2 separate regions of the Rattus norvegicus genome follow, and region 1 is linked to region 2. A link is a contact called in public Hi-C data. All regions are on one chromosome and are shown on one strand. The core of a region is the stretch at or near the end of the contact, and the rest is flanking DNA. Distances in the headings are between cores, read along the strand shown. Region 1 has its middle 60 kb from the start of Slc4a3. Region 2 holds the start of Tmem198 (transmembrane protein 198).

What was found. A called contact is a pair of places that touch in the nucleus more often than the background predicts.
Region 1: a Hi-C map of the A7r5 cell line shows a contact between it and region 2, with 4 times the contacts expected there. The contact joins the enhancer-like site here to the promoter of Tmem198 in region 2. A contact is called at or near these places in 4 of 12 Hi-C or Micro-C datasets (the A7r5 cell line, the Rat2 cell line, Schwann cells and 1 more) and 1 of 1 datasets of contacts at active chromatin or transcription factors (oligodendrocytes).

What each region holds. Positions count from the first base shown.
Region 1 is chr9:84,542,363-84,549,580 of GRCr8, reverse strand. No RefSeq gene overlaps it. Among named protein-coding and RNA genes, the nearest start is that of Slc4a3, 60 kb to the right of the region's middle. Within about 2 kb of position 5,465, at least 4 of the 93 cell types and tissues checked have an H3K27ac peak or open chromatin away from gene starts, as enhancers often do. A contact at or near this core is called in the A7r5 cell line, where this site is marked.
Region 2 is chr9:84,414,450-84,421,445 of GRCr8, reverse strand. Tmem198 (transmembrane protein 198) reads right to left here and starts at 4,705. Exons shown (of 5, transcript XM_002730042.7): 1 at 4,346-4,705; 2 at 3,835-4,039; 3 at 1,120-1,695; 4 at 1-11. The coding sequence starts at 4,000. Chpf (chondroitin polymerizing factor) reads left to right here and starts at 4,923. Exons shown (of 4, transcript NM_001005906.1): 1 at 4,923-5,430; 2 at 6,394-6,967. The coding sequence starts at 5,129. It also overlaps a transcript of Obsl1 not described here.

The DNA.
Region 1 (7,218 bases), core at 4,216-6,715, 130 kb before region 2:
AATAACCTCCTCTCCCTTATTTTTTTCTGAACCATCTGAGTTACGATGCTATCTAAATTCTCTGGGATCATATGCCTGATGGAAACAACTCAAGAGAGAAGAGATTTGTTTGGGCTCCTGGTTCAGAGAGCTCAGTCCATCAAAGCAGGGAAGGTGTGCTAGCTGAGACTTGTTCAGATCCCTAGGAAGCAGGGAATCCTTTCTCCTTTCTCCACCTTTATCCTGCCCAGGCCCCAGCCAACAGGATGATGCCACCCTCTGAAGGTGGGTCTTCCCTGCTTGGTTAACCCTCTCTGGAAATAACCTCACAAACACACACACTGCTGTGCCCTGCCAGCCCTCTAGGCAGCTCTATATGCAGACAAGTTGACAGAGAAGCTAGACAACACTGATGCACATCATGGCTTGTCCCTGACCTGCCAGGAACTCTGTCATTGATGTAACAGTGTCATGACCACCCATACTTAGACTGTTCTAGTTCGGGTCACTATGGTTGTGGTGAAACACCACGACCAAAAGCAAGTTGGGGAGGAGAGCGTTTATTTAGCTTACACTTCCACATCGTAGTCCACCACTGAGGAAAGATAGGACAGGAACCGAAGCAGGACAGTCACCTAGAGGCAGGAGATGATGCAGAGATCATGAGGGTGCTGTTTGCTGGTTTGCTTTCCTTAGCTTGCTCAACCTGCTTTGTTTTAAAACATAGGACCACCAGCCCAAGGGTGTTCCCATCCACAATGGGCTGGGGCCTCTTCCATTGATCACCAATTAAGAAAATGTCATACAGGTTTGCCGACAGCCTCATCTTATGAAGCCATTTTCTCAAAAGAGATTCCCTCCACTCTGGTGACTCTAGCTTGTGTCAAGTTGGCATAAAACTAGCCAAGACATAGACCTTACGTGTGTGTGTGTGTGTGTGTGTGTGTGTGTGTGTGTGTGTGTGTGTGTGTGTGTGTAAACATCTCTTAAATTCACTAGTGCAAGTTGGGGAGGGATACAAAAATCAACCAAAACTATGTATAAAAATGCCATAAGAAAGCCCATTATTTTATATGCTAATTTAATTATTTTCTTCTAATTATCAATAAAGGCCTATGGAGATGGCTACACAAACACAGGTACCTGAGTTCAAATCCCAGAACCCACATAAAAAAATACTGGGCATGACTGACCATGCACCTGTAATCCAAGAGCTGAGGGCCAGAAACAAAGGCTCGCTCCTAGTTCACTGCGAGACCTTGTGTCAAGGGGATAAAGTAGACAGTGATTGAGCAAGACACCCATTGTTCTCCACAGGAACACACACAGGCACACACACACGTGTGTACACCACACATACAAAAATAAATATATACATAAACTTATAAATAACCAAGCAGAGAAAACTGGAGGCAGGTCCAGTCTTGTCAATGGGGCAGAGTTTTGTCTCAGAAATTCTCCACAGGTAAATTTTAAAATTCAATTTAAAAGAAAAAAGAAAAAGAACTAAAACTGAGAAAGTCTCAAGTAAAAGACAACGTGTAGGCTTCCTCTAACCAGAAGCCAGGCTACTAAGTGTGATGCCAGGTTCAGCAGCCCCCCCCCCCTAAAAAAAAAAAAAAGAAAAGAAAAGAAAAAAGAAAAACAAGTCTCATTGGGCTCAAAAAATAAAATAAAAAATAAATTTAAAAAACCTTGAAATCTAATCCTAATGCATTCCATCTCACACTGGCTCATCCCCAAATAGAAGTTCCATTTCCTCAGACTGACCAATGAGCACAACGAAAACAGTTACTAAGGGCAGGGACAAGGACTGGTCTGGGACAAAAACAACCAGGGACGCTGGGTAAATTAAGCGACCCATGGGAGACACTTCACACTCGGAAAAGCAATTTAAAGTATTTATGACGGCTGATGGACCCTAAATTAGTCATAACTTCTTCAAGACAAGATCTCAAAACCGTCAGGGAGGATACCGATGAGGGCTGCTTGGGACTGACTGCTGGAGGTCAGGGAAGCAAATGACGCGTTATTAGTCTGAATTAAGAGGCCATCGCCACAGTGATGGCTGGTGTGTAATACGAATGCACACTCCTGACCTTGACTGCTGTCCCTGTCTGTGCACTTCATCTTGGAAGGAAATAGGAGAAGCCACAAGAGAGCCATAGGGTGATTAGCATGTCAATGAGGGCTCAGAACCTCCAACATAGAGGTTTAATTATTCAAGTGCCTACTTAGGAAACCGAAAGGGGCATGTGCGGAAGAGGACTTGGGATGAAAGGGATCGGGAGGTGACTGGGCAAGGGCTCCAAAGACTCTAAATTAGATTTTGATAAAATAGACAAGAAGAGGGGTTGGGGATTTAGCTCAGTGGTAGAGCGCTTGCCTAGCAAGCGCAAGGCCCTGGGTTCGGTCCCCAGCTCCAAAAAAAAAAAAAAAAAAATAGACAAGAAGATGTTTGGAAAGAGCATTTTCGATAGAACAACAAACATCTTTTTGGGAAACAGAGGGCCAGCAGGGCCAAACAGTTCCAAAAACCTAAACAAGAGTTTGCCAGCTTGGAATTAATAGCAAAATTTAACCCCTCGTGAACTGTGTGTTAGATAGAAAACTGAGTCCTTATTCCAGCTGTTCGCGGTTGTTAGGACAATTACAATCGGGACTTGGGAGATGGCTCAACAGGTAAAGGCCCTCCCTGGATGTGAAAACCCAGTGGCCAGAATTCAATGTCAAGAGTCCACCACTGAAAAGGCTGACTGTCGGTGGCTACTACCTGCATTGTCTGCTTCAAGATGGGAGGCAGAGACAAGAGAACCACACAGAAGTTCTCGGGCCAACTCGTCTGCACTACACAGCTGTAGAATCCCACCTCAACGAGGTGAATGGTGAGAACTGACTGACCAGCGCTGTCCTCTGGCTCCCCATGCACACAGTGGTGCACACATACACATGCACAATAAACAACTAAATAAGTGAGGAAATTTTTTAAAGAAAGAAAAATTTTTATTCCCCCTCATCTCTCCCACCCACCTGAAGAAGTAACCCCAAAATCATTTTGGAGACAAAACAGGGATCAGGGAGGGGAGGTGGTGTTAGCCACATAGAGGTTTGGGAGTGGCCCAACCATTGAGCTGTTCAAAATATAATATGTAATAAAACATAAGGCTGTGTGTGTCTTTCATTCAGGAATCCAGAACATCCGGATGGGTAAGGAGGAACACGCTGCCCCTGCCAGGTGATTTGAATAAAGATGGAGCCCTCTTTAACCCTTCTGACCTTTCTTATCGGCCTACAATCCTTACAAACTACCCTGTAACCCATTTACTAAAAGAAAAAGAAAAAATGTGCAGAGACCTTTGGGGCAGCGTAATTCGGAAGCCAACGCAATCTCTCAGGTGCGTTTCCTTAAGACAAAGGCATAGCTCTCTCTGGAGAAACACTGCCTACACTCGGGTGCACGCTGGCTTGCACGCTGTCCTCTACCTAAGGGCCCCATATGTTCACACTGAAACCTATTTTTAAATCTTTCTGTAACAAACTCCAACTTGACTTGGCAAGATGATTCAGTGGGCAAAGGTATTTGTCAGCCAAACTTGAAAACCTGAGTTCAGTCCCAGAACCCATAGTGGAGAGAGGTCCAACTCACAAAAACTGTCTTTGGACACACACACACACACACACACACACACACACACACACACACACCATTAAATAAATAAATGTCATTAAAAGTTTTTAAACAAAAAATTTCCAATTCCTCTTTTGCTGAAGTCAAGAATCCTAGTACCTTCTTCTGAGTAGAATTTGGCATGATAATGCCCACACCTTTAATCCCAGGACTCAAGAGGCAGAGGCAGGTGGATCTCTGTGAGTTTGAAACCAGCCTAGTCTAGCGAGTTCCAGGACAGTCAGGGGTACGTAGAGAAACTCTGTCTCAAAACAGAAAGAAAAAAGGGGGGACAAAAAGAGAGAAAGAAAGAGAGAGAGAGAGAGAGAGAGAGAGAGAGAGAGAGAGAGAGAGGAAGGAAGGAAGAAAGGAAGGAAGGAAGGAAGGAAGGAAGGAAGGAAGGGAGGGAGAGAAAAGAAAGAAAAGAGAAGAATGAGTTCTCTAGAAGTCACGCCTCAGGCTGCAGTCCACAGTGTGCGGCTGTACCCAGCCCCTGCAGCGCCTCACATGAAATACTCTGGGTACCAGGACACACACCAGTTTTCTACAAAGTTCTTTGGGAAGAAACATAAGCTGCATGGGAAGCATTGCAGACGTGCAGTACATTCTTATTGTCAACTACCAAAACACCTTTTAATTAAAAATTGTTTGTTATTAAAATACTTCATTTTTGGGCTAGAGAGATGGCTCAGCGGTTAAGAGCACTGACTGCTCTTCCAGAGGTCCTGAGTTCAAATCCCAGCAACCACATGGTGGCTCACAACCATCTGTAATGAGATCTGATGCCCTCTTCTGGTGTGTCTGAAGACAGCGACAGTGTACTCATATATAACACATAGATAAATCCTTTCTTTTTAATTTAAAATACTTCATTTTTAATATACTGACAGCCCATCGTCCTGAAAAAAAGAATAAAACCACAGGGCTAGAAAGAAATATCTCAGCCTCTACAATATGGAGAGTGTTGTAAATGCATTTAAAAATAGGTCCTTCTCGGGGCTGGGGATTTAGCTGGGGTTGGGGATTTAGCTCAGTGGTAGAGCGCTTGCCTAGGAAGCGCAAGGCCCTGGGTTCGGTCCCCAGCTCCGAAAAAAAGAACCAAAAAAAAAAAATATGTACATGTGTCACATAGGGAATTATCCAAATCCTGTATTTATCAATGTGGTCTCTTCTATGGGTGTTTGTGAAGTTGGTATAAAACTTTTGTTTTCCTGAGAAGTGTGTTGGCACACTCTGCCACTAGAGGGTAGCATAACCCATTCTTTTACCTTTTTCAACCATCAATACCAATGTTACAGGAAAATTATATGTAGTAAGCAATTGCATATTTTAATGAATGTGTGTACAGTATTATTATACATAGCATTGCTGCATAGCATTATATAACAAATTAAATGTGTATAGGATAGAATTTAAAAGTCTATGTGTCATCTGAAACATAATTTGGGAGAGGGTGGGCAATGTATCCTATACACAGGTAAAGTAAATCTCACTGAAGCAAAAAATTAAATAAATAAAATTTCAGAGGTCCGTCCATTCCTATGAAAAAAATAAAATAAAATCAGAGACTTTAACTTAAAAGAACAGTGAGAATGTTCTTGCCTTGCCACCAGCGAACTCTGGGAGGCTTGGTCCCCTCAAAGATGCAGCAGCCACTGGCAGCCTCAGGAAGGAGGGGGCAGGAGTTGCAGCACAGCCAAGATGGCAGCCAAGGAATCGCAGCAAACGCCCTGGTTAAATCAGGAGCCAAGAGACCAAAAGAGACAGGAGAGACCCAGACACCCAATCAGCACCAGGGGGCCCTGGGACCAGAGGTTGAGCGCAGAGCCCTACAGGAAGTCAGGGTAAGTGTCGAAAACAGCAGCAAACATACGACAAATAGCTCAGTAGGTCACATGTGCGGAATCCCAAAAATGTGACTCTAAACCCATTTCCAAATTAAGACTAGGAGCGGCAGGGGGTGGTTAAAATTCTAGCCCGTGCACACACCCAGCGGTGACAACAAATAACCCTGAGTGTTTGGAGTCACCTAAGCCACAGAGCGTCTCACTCCTCTCCTCCCGTTTACTCACCTTATGTCACCCGGTGAGCTCCCTTCTCTCCCTACAAAATGAATTCTCCATGCCCCAGTATAAATGCCATCCCCCCCTCACCCCATCCCTGAGCACAGAAAACTTCCCCAGACCCCTCTCCTGCAGCACCTGGCTCTCCCCACGACACATCCCCATGAACATGGAGATTTTCCCTGTGTCCATGAGAATGGCATTGGGATGCAGGGACCTGGAAAAAAAAGAAAAAACAAATGAAAACAAACCAACCTTTGGCCACTTAGGTAAATAGGTGTTTCTTTTTTCTCCACAATAAGAAATCCCAAGGTAGGCTGTAACTGGAGGCCTAACAACAAAGGACATGGTGTCTTTTCAATGGTCTTTGTCTAAGGCTTGTTTGTACTGGGCAGTCCCCAGATAGCCTTAACTGACCCAGTCTCTCTTCTTTGCACATGTGATTCTCAAAATAACTGCAGAATGTGTTGGGGGTGTAATGTGGGGCAGGACACCTGACTGAAACAACCCAGACCCTTGTTCCCATCCCTCCTCAGGAATTTGATGTCTTTGGTTAGGGAGGAACGACCCTGGCAGTCTGGCCTTTCTTATTTTTCTGGAAGCCAGATACCCTTGGCTCTTTGCCCATTGAGCACCACAGGTCCCAGGAGTGTGAACCTGGGGCAGGATGGACTGTTGAAATCCCTAGTTATACTACAAGTGAGGGAATTCACAGCTCTCCCAAGCCTTTTGGAATGGCTGGCCATGGGCCCTATTGTCCCTTGTCCCCCAACCTATAAGTAGCGCATCCACTCCATGTTTCTTTTTGCATACATCATTCCTCTAATCTCCAATGTGGGCAGTTGGTCAAATGGCAGTTCAAGATGCCGTGAGCAGAAATATTTAGACTCCCAGCAGAAGCTTCCTTTGATCCTGCTTTGCGGCCTCATGGAGACAACATGGCTGCCACACCTGCAGGCATCATATTTTCTTTCCAGACGGTGGAAAGAAAAAGCAGAGCCACCTGCCTCTCCTCTTTTATCAGAGGAACAGAAGTTTTCCTAAAATCCATTAGCAGAATTCTGCTTAGATAGATATGAAAGACCCCCGGAGAGGACCTTTCCCTCAGGAGGAGTCCCAAGCGCCCAATGACCGAGCCGAGTCCACTCGGATGCAATCAGCAAGAGGGTTTATTGGAAAACACAGGTACCTGCGGGCACACAGTCTCTTCGGAGGACTTGCGCACCCAGCAGCTCCAGCATGGGGCTTTTATAGGGATTGGGGAAGCAGAAGCGGGCGTACAGAAGCAGATGCATAGTTACGGGGATTGGTGGATTCAAAAGAGGCACATAGACATGTTCACATATGATTGGCTATTTCACATGATGAGGTAATAAGGTATAGCTACACACATTGGCAGGTTTGGGGCGTCCTGGATGTCGGGGGCTGGGGGCTTATCTCTTCCTGCCAGGTGGCCTGTGAGTCAGATCCAGGTACTCCTGGTCTGTTCTGCATTCCTTTCCTTTTATG
Region 2 (6,996 bases), core at 3,456-5,955:
GCTGATGACCACTGTAGAGGAATGGGCACAGAAGAGACTCAAGTCCACATAGCTCTTCACAGGGGCCCTCTTCCTCTCTTCCCCTCAGAGGCTTTAGGCTTCCACAGGCCCTTGCCCACGACTACTACCACCCCCTTCCACCCTTTCCTGATTTCACACCTCCAAGGCCTGTATGCCTAATATCAGCCCCCCCCCACACACACACTGTTGCTGCTGTCCCTGGGTCAGACACCATCCCATCATCTTTTAGCTGGACAGCTCCTTCACTATTTCCTTTCTCCATCCACCTCCCCCCTCTAACACAGCAGTTCTCAACCTGAAGGTCCCAACCCCTTGGGGTGGTTGAACAACCATTCACAGGCGTCACCTAAGACTACCAGAAAACAATATTTACGTTACAATTCATAACAGTAGAAAATTACAATGACGATGTAGCAACAAGACTAATCTTATGGTTGGGGGTCACCACAACATGAGGAACTGTATTAAAGGGTCATAGCATCTGGAAGGTTGAGGACCGCTGCTCTAATGCATTCTACATTCCCAAACATTAGCCTATGTTCTTTCCTCTCCTACTCTAAGCCCTCCATGGGCGTCTCACTGTGCTTGTAACAGAGTTCAGCAAACCTCACGAACTGACCTGCACCAAGCAGCCTTCCTTGACCACCCTTGTATCTCTCTCCATACCACTCTGCATAAGAGAAGTTAACTTATTGTCTGTTTGCATGATCTATGATCTGTTTCTTGATCACCTTGATTGCACATCCTTCATAAGAGCATTAACCTTCTCTGGTAGCCTTTATCAAGCCAAAGCCCAGCACATGTTGAGCAAGCATGCTACCTGAGCTACATCCTCTCCCCTGCTTCTGTTTCATCTCTGCTATATTACCCCAGTGCCTAGAGTGGACTTGACCTAGAGCCAGTGTTCCACACATTCTTTGGGATGAATATTATTACTTAAGCCTGTTTTCCTAGACCCTGTCCAAGTCAACTTTCTAACCCATCGAGGCCCTGATTTTTCATGTGTAGTTTCTGTCTCTGCTCACTAACCCCTCTATTTCACCACCCGTCTTCCTCCACCCCTTCTTCCCATGCCCACCCTAGCCTGTGTCCTCTCACCTTCCGTGTGGGAGTCCCTCTCGGTTGTCACCCTCCACTGCACCAGAACGCCCATCAGGCTAAGGAGAGGCCAGAGTGCCAGCAGGGCCCAGCTCCGCCAGCAGAGGGGAGGCACAGGGGCAGCCCGCAATCGCTCCACCACGTAGCGCCCCAGCAGTAGCAGTTCGGCAAAATAGTCTGCGGCGGTGGCAATGAGTGCAGCACCCGTCACGGCAGTGGCAAGGGTGGTGAGTGGCCGGGGCCAGCGCAGCGTGAGCAGGGCACAGAGCAGGCCGCCTCCCAGCAGCAGCCCCAGTGGGCCCCATACGGAGCCAGGCTGGTAATAGGGTGCGGAGCCTAGTAGGGCAGCAGCAGCGAGCAGCAGACCGAGCAGTAGCCCCACCAGGAAGAGGCCCACGCTGCGTACCAGCATGGCTACCAGTCCGCAGAGCAGTCCAATGCCCAGTGCGATGCCCGCGCTTGCCCCAGCACTCAGCTGCGTCTCCAGAACCCGCTCTCGGTAGCACAACAGGAAGATAACCACTGAGCCAAACAGCAACCCAGTGAGGAAGAGTACAGCCTTGAAGCAGCGGTAACCTGGAGGGGAACAGGGCCAGTGAGGGGCCAAAATGAGGTTACCAGACTAGAAGTCAGAGGGGTCGGGGACATGAACAAGGGCATCAGAGACATGGGTGCTAAGAATTGGAGGTCATGAGAGCTCAAGGGGGAGCTATGGAAGTCAGGGGAGATCATGTAGATGTTTTCTGGGAATCGTTGGGAAGACATGTAATTATTGAACTAATGATCTAAAGCCTTTGAAGGTCAAAGTTAAGAATCACTGGAGTTGAGTAAATCGGCCATGGGGCAATAGGGTCTTTAGGATCACAAGCTCCAGAAAGATCACTGGAGTCACAAGGGGATCAGAAATGGAGTCTCCGGTGCCTCCGAGGAGGACTATTCAGACATGAAGAACCTGTAAGTCAGGAAAAAAAAATCTATAGTGCTGAGGTCACATAGGTTTAGAAGGCATATCCTTGTGTGGTCACAGGGCTTCAGAGATAAAGCAGTGCTGGAAAGTTATGGAGAGGACAGAGCTTGGTTTGGGGAGAGGAGGTCTTTGTAGGTCAAGGGACTGGACAAGAGTAGTGTCATTAAGATTATTAAAGACAAAGTGGAACACTGAGGCCAGAGAAATGGGAGCACTAGAGGCCACCATGTGGAGGATCAATCTATTGACTGGAGTTACAGGGATCAGATAGAACCAGTGGGTGAATACTAGGAGCTAAGAGGTTGCAGAATCTAAGAGGACTACATGGAGAACAGGGGGTTGTAGGAACTTGAGAGCCATTAGTGGTACTTGAAAGAGGAATGGGGTGCAGAGCATGAACAATGGGGAAAGTAGAAGTCAGAGTTGGGAGTCAAGGAGAGGCAGGGAGAGCCAAAGAGAAAGATGATAAAGAGAAAAGGGAGATTTGGTTCCAAGAATGGGTGTATCAGACCCCAGAAGGTTCTGAAGTCAAGAGGAACAGAGTTTAGAAAAGGCTCTGAATCTCCAGTAGGGACATCCAAGAAGGGTAGGATGATACAGGAGCTGAGGGTAAGGAATGAGGCTATTCAGAGCACCATGCAGAGGGAAGAGGTACCCAGAGCAGAGGGGGCGGGATCTTTGGAGACCCACTGCATGTCCTAAACCCTTGTGGGGGGCATTTTTCCTGCCCACTCTGCAAATGTACAAGAAAGACGAACTGATCCTATATTCCACATCCTATATTCCCAACTATTCTAACACACTTCTGGCAAACCATGCCAGTCTCCCTGCCCAAACTGGTTCTGATATGTATAATCTTCTTGAAGGCCTTCTTTGGGTCCCTATTCATAGAAGACACTCTTCACTGTGAAGTTCTATAACTTTCTGAAGAATCCACTGGGCCTTTATTCACTTTAAGCTGACACTAGCCCACAGGTTTCCTTTGTGAAAATGGGAAAAAGGTATACTTTTCTCTAGAGAAGGTAGCCTTGGGCCAAGATAGTTGTCAAATGGACCCACACACACCTGTTCAACTGAACTGCAGTTACTACTCACCCACCCCACCCCACTGAACTATGTAATCCTTTTTGGCTTTGAGCTTCCGTTCCCTTGCTTTGGCTTCCTGAATGCTGGGATTACAGGCATACCACGCCCTCCCCCATACAACCCTTGACAACAACCATCCTTATGGGAATCTGCCTTGTAGGCGATCTCCATGTGTATGACTACCATCCAGCCCACTCTAATATGTATCACAAGTGTGAATATTCCAGGTCCCACCCCCACCATACAATATGCCCTGTTGTAAGGGACCATGTTTAATCACCATTCTTTTTAGTGTCTGCTTATCCTAGTGATCCAAACATATCCTCACCACGATAGCCATCATTCTATGAGTACCTACTAATTCTTGTCTGTATGAGACGAATGTTGTTGTCTTTGGCCAGGTGAAAAAGCTGAGACCCAGGTTAACATGCCCATTAGATCACAGTGACTAACATAGAGCCGGGTTCAAACTCAAAGAGCCTAATTCAGAACCTGTTCTCTGTAGAACCTAGAGTCAACGATCTACAAATATGTTTGAGATCAGCAAGAGAAAGAGATAGCCATGGGGGTCGGATGGGCTGAAAATGATTTTGGAGACACCAGAAAAAGGAACCTTAGGGAAAGAGTGGAGGGCCACAGGTGAGGGATGAGGGGGATCTCACCAAAGAAGCAGTAGACGACTCCAAACAAGCAGCACATGATGCAGACGAGGGCAGGCAGTGCCTGATACCTGCGCTCCAGAGGCTGTTGACAAGGTGCACCCCAGAAGGTATCATCCGGCTCCGGGGGCAGCAGCTGAAACCGCAGAGTTTCCATAGTACCCGGCATAGTGCTGGGAATGAAGGAGGGTCACCCTCCCAGGACAACCTGACGGGGAGGAAATCGGGGTCAAGAGTCAGTCGTGGGTCTCCACCAGAATAACAGTGCGAGTGGGGGAATTCAGCAAGGGCACAGTGGACAAAGGAATGGTGCCCACATCAGGCAGCTCTAGAAGCGTCTCTAGAACAGGGAGCAAAGACAAAGGGAAACAAGTGCCTGGCTAGAGGCGGCTGGGATGGACTTAAAAGAGGGACTAGATGGGGCTAGACGAGGAGAGGGAGGGTGCTGCTGGCAAAAAGAGGCAGCCTGAACACCATCTGTGGGAGGCTTAATTTGGAAATGTCCAAGATCTACCTGGGCTGGAGGTGACCCGAGCTTCCGAGCAAAGGAGGGTGTGCAGGGCCGGAGGATCGGAGGTTGTTGGACGCCAGAGGCTCCGACTAACTGGGGTCCGGGCAAAGTCCTCCGTGCGAAGGGGGTTGCTGGGCCGGAGAGACGGGTCTCTGTGCGACGGCGTCGTCGCCCCACCTCCAACACCCGCTGGCACTGCAGCCCCACAGTCCGGTGACTCGGGCCCGGCCCGGGGAAGAGAAAGGAGCAGGAGCTCGGGCTGTCCCGGAGCGCGGCCCCATGCCCTGAGCCCGCCGGCGGCCTTTGGTGCTGATGGACAGCTCCGGCCTCTGCTCCTGACGTCACTCAGGGTGCACCATCCTGGCAGGGGCGGGCTGCTTTGACGTCATCCGGGACGCACCAACCACGCAGGGGGAGACAGGAGACTCCGCCCCCCGCGTCTGCCTCTCCGGCGCTGAGGAGGGGGCACTTCCGGGGGTCCTTCCCCTTTAACCTCCTCCCCTCTTCCCTTTCTGGTAGCTGACGGCTGAGACCCCACCTTGGGGGCGGGGCCCTCTCGGTGACACGTCGGACAGCAGCTGCCTGGGAGGCCCCGGCGCGCAGTGCTGCTCTAAGGGCTACAGACCTACCCGGGGGTTCCGGGCTTGAGCTACTATCTCTGCTCCGCGGGGAGGGAGCGGGCCCGCCTGCTGGGCTCGGGCCCTCCGGATCCGCCCCCTCCCCGGTCCCGCCCCCTCGGAGCCGCCTGGGGCTGCGCGGGGGCCCGGGACCCGCTGTCGGGACGCCATGCGGGCGTCGCTGCTGCTGTCCGTGCTGCGGCCTGCGGGGCCGGTGGCCGTGGGCATCTCTCTGGGCTTCACCCTGAGCTTACTCAGCGTCACCTGGGTGGAGGAGCCTTGCGGACCCGGACCACCCCAACCCGGCGACTCTGAACTACCGCCGCGCGGCAACACCAACGCGGCGCGCCGGCCCAACTCGGTGCAGCCCGGAGCGGAGCGCGAGAGGCCCGGGGCCGACGAAAGCTGGGAGCCTCGTGTCTTGCCCTACCATCCCGCCCAGCCAGGCCAGGCTACCAAGAAGGCCGTCAGGTACTCATCCGCTCCGTCCGCCCTAACCCCTCAGGCACCAGCCAGGATGCGCGCGCTAAGGAGGCCGCCAGAGGCCGGGTCAGGCTCCGGAAGGAAGGGGCCGGCCGGCCAGGAAGTCCTTGGGCCTCGATTACTTCCTATGACCCTGCTTTGCAGGGAGACCGAGGGCCAATTTGAAGCTTTTTCTGGATCCCGTCCGGGTCTGAGCTGAGCTAAACCGACTCCATCCAATAGTACTCCAAAGACCCTCTTACCCCCCCCCCCACTGGTCTGTTTAGGATTAGAGAAATTAGTGTTAAGGAGGATACGTGTATAAAAAGGGGGAAAGAAAAAGGAGGGAACTGGAATTTACCTGTATTTCATTCCTAGATGGGTTTGAAGGGCCACCTTGGGATGAGATGGGAGAGGGAGGAATGTACTCATCACATTGATGTCTCTGCCCACGAATTGAAGTAATTTCTTCTAAGTAACAGTGAATTCCAGTTGTACAACTTACCTTCTACCTTAGGAAGGTGAGTCACTGTCTTAGTTTGCCCCTCTCCAAAAGACATTCTCTGCACCACTATGCCATATGCTTCTACACCTCATTTGTAGGTCATATTTGGGGGCGGGGATGATGGCCTATTCATGCAGCAGGAAGTTTATGCACTGTGTGCCAAGCATTTTACTGTTTAAATGCAATCAGTCCCATTTTACAGATGGCACAAGTTAAGTAATAGGCTCAGGGACACAACTACTAGGTTGCAAAATCTGGAATTCTCTCTAATGTAGCTCTCTTACCTGCATCTGCATTGGAATTGCTATCTCCTAAATGCAATACCGTCTGTGAGACCAATATTTCACTTAAATCATGTCTCGTGGGAGAGAAGTTATTCTTATCCTCTTCGTGGGTGCAAAACAGGTCCAGAGAAGAAATAACAAGCGAAGCTGTATGCTATCTTGTTCATAACTGTCTTTTCCCAGAACTCGGTATATCAGCACGGAACTGGGCATCAGGCAGAAGCTGCTAGTGGCAGTGCTGACCTCACAGGCCACGTTGCCTACACTGGGTGTGGCTGTAAACCGAACTCTGGGACACCGATTGGAGCATGTAGTGTTCCTGACCGGTGCGAGGGGCCGCCGGACACCATCAGGCATGGCGGTGGTGGCACTGGGCGAAGAGCGGCCCATCGGACACCTGCACCTGGCGCTGCGCCACCTGCTGGAGCAACACGGCGATGACTTTGACTGGTTTTTCCTAGTGCCTGATGCCACCTACACTGAGGCGCATGGACTGGACCGCCTAACTGGCCACCTCAGCCTTGCTTCAGCAACCCACCTCTATCTTGGCCGACCCCAGGACTTCATCGGTGGAGAGACTACCCCAGGCCGTTACTGCCACGGGGGCTTTGGAGTGTTGCTGTCTCGCACACTACTACAGCAACTGCGCCCCCACCTGGAAAGCTGCCGTAATGACATCGTCAGTGCTCGCCCAGATGAGTGGTTGGGCCGGTGCATCCTTGATGCCACAGGCATTGGCTGTACTGGTCACCATGAGGTAAGAAGATAAGCCTCCCGATAGTATCT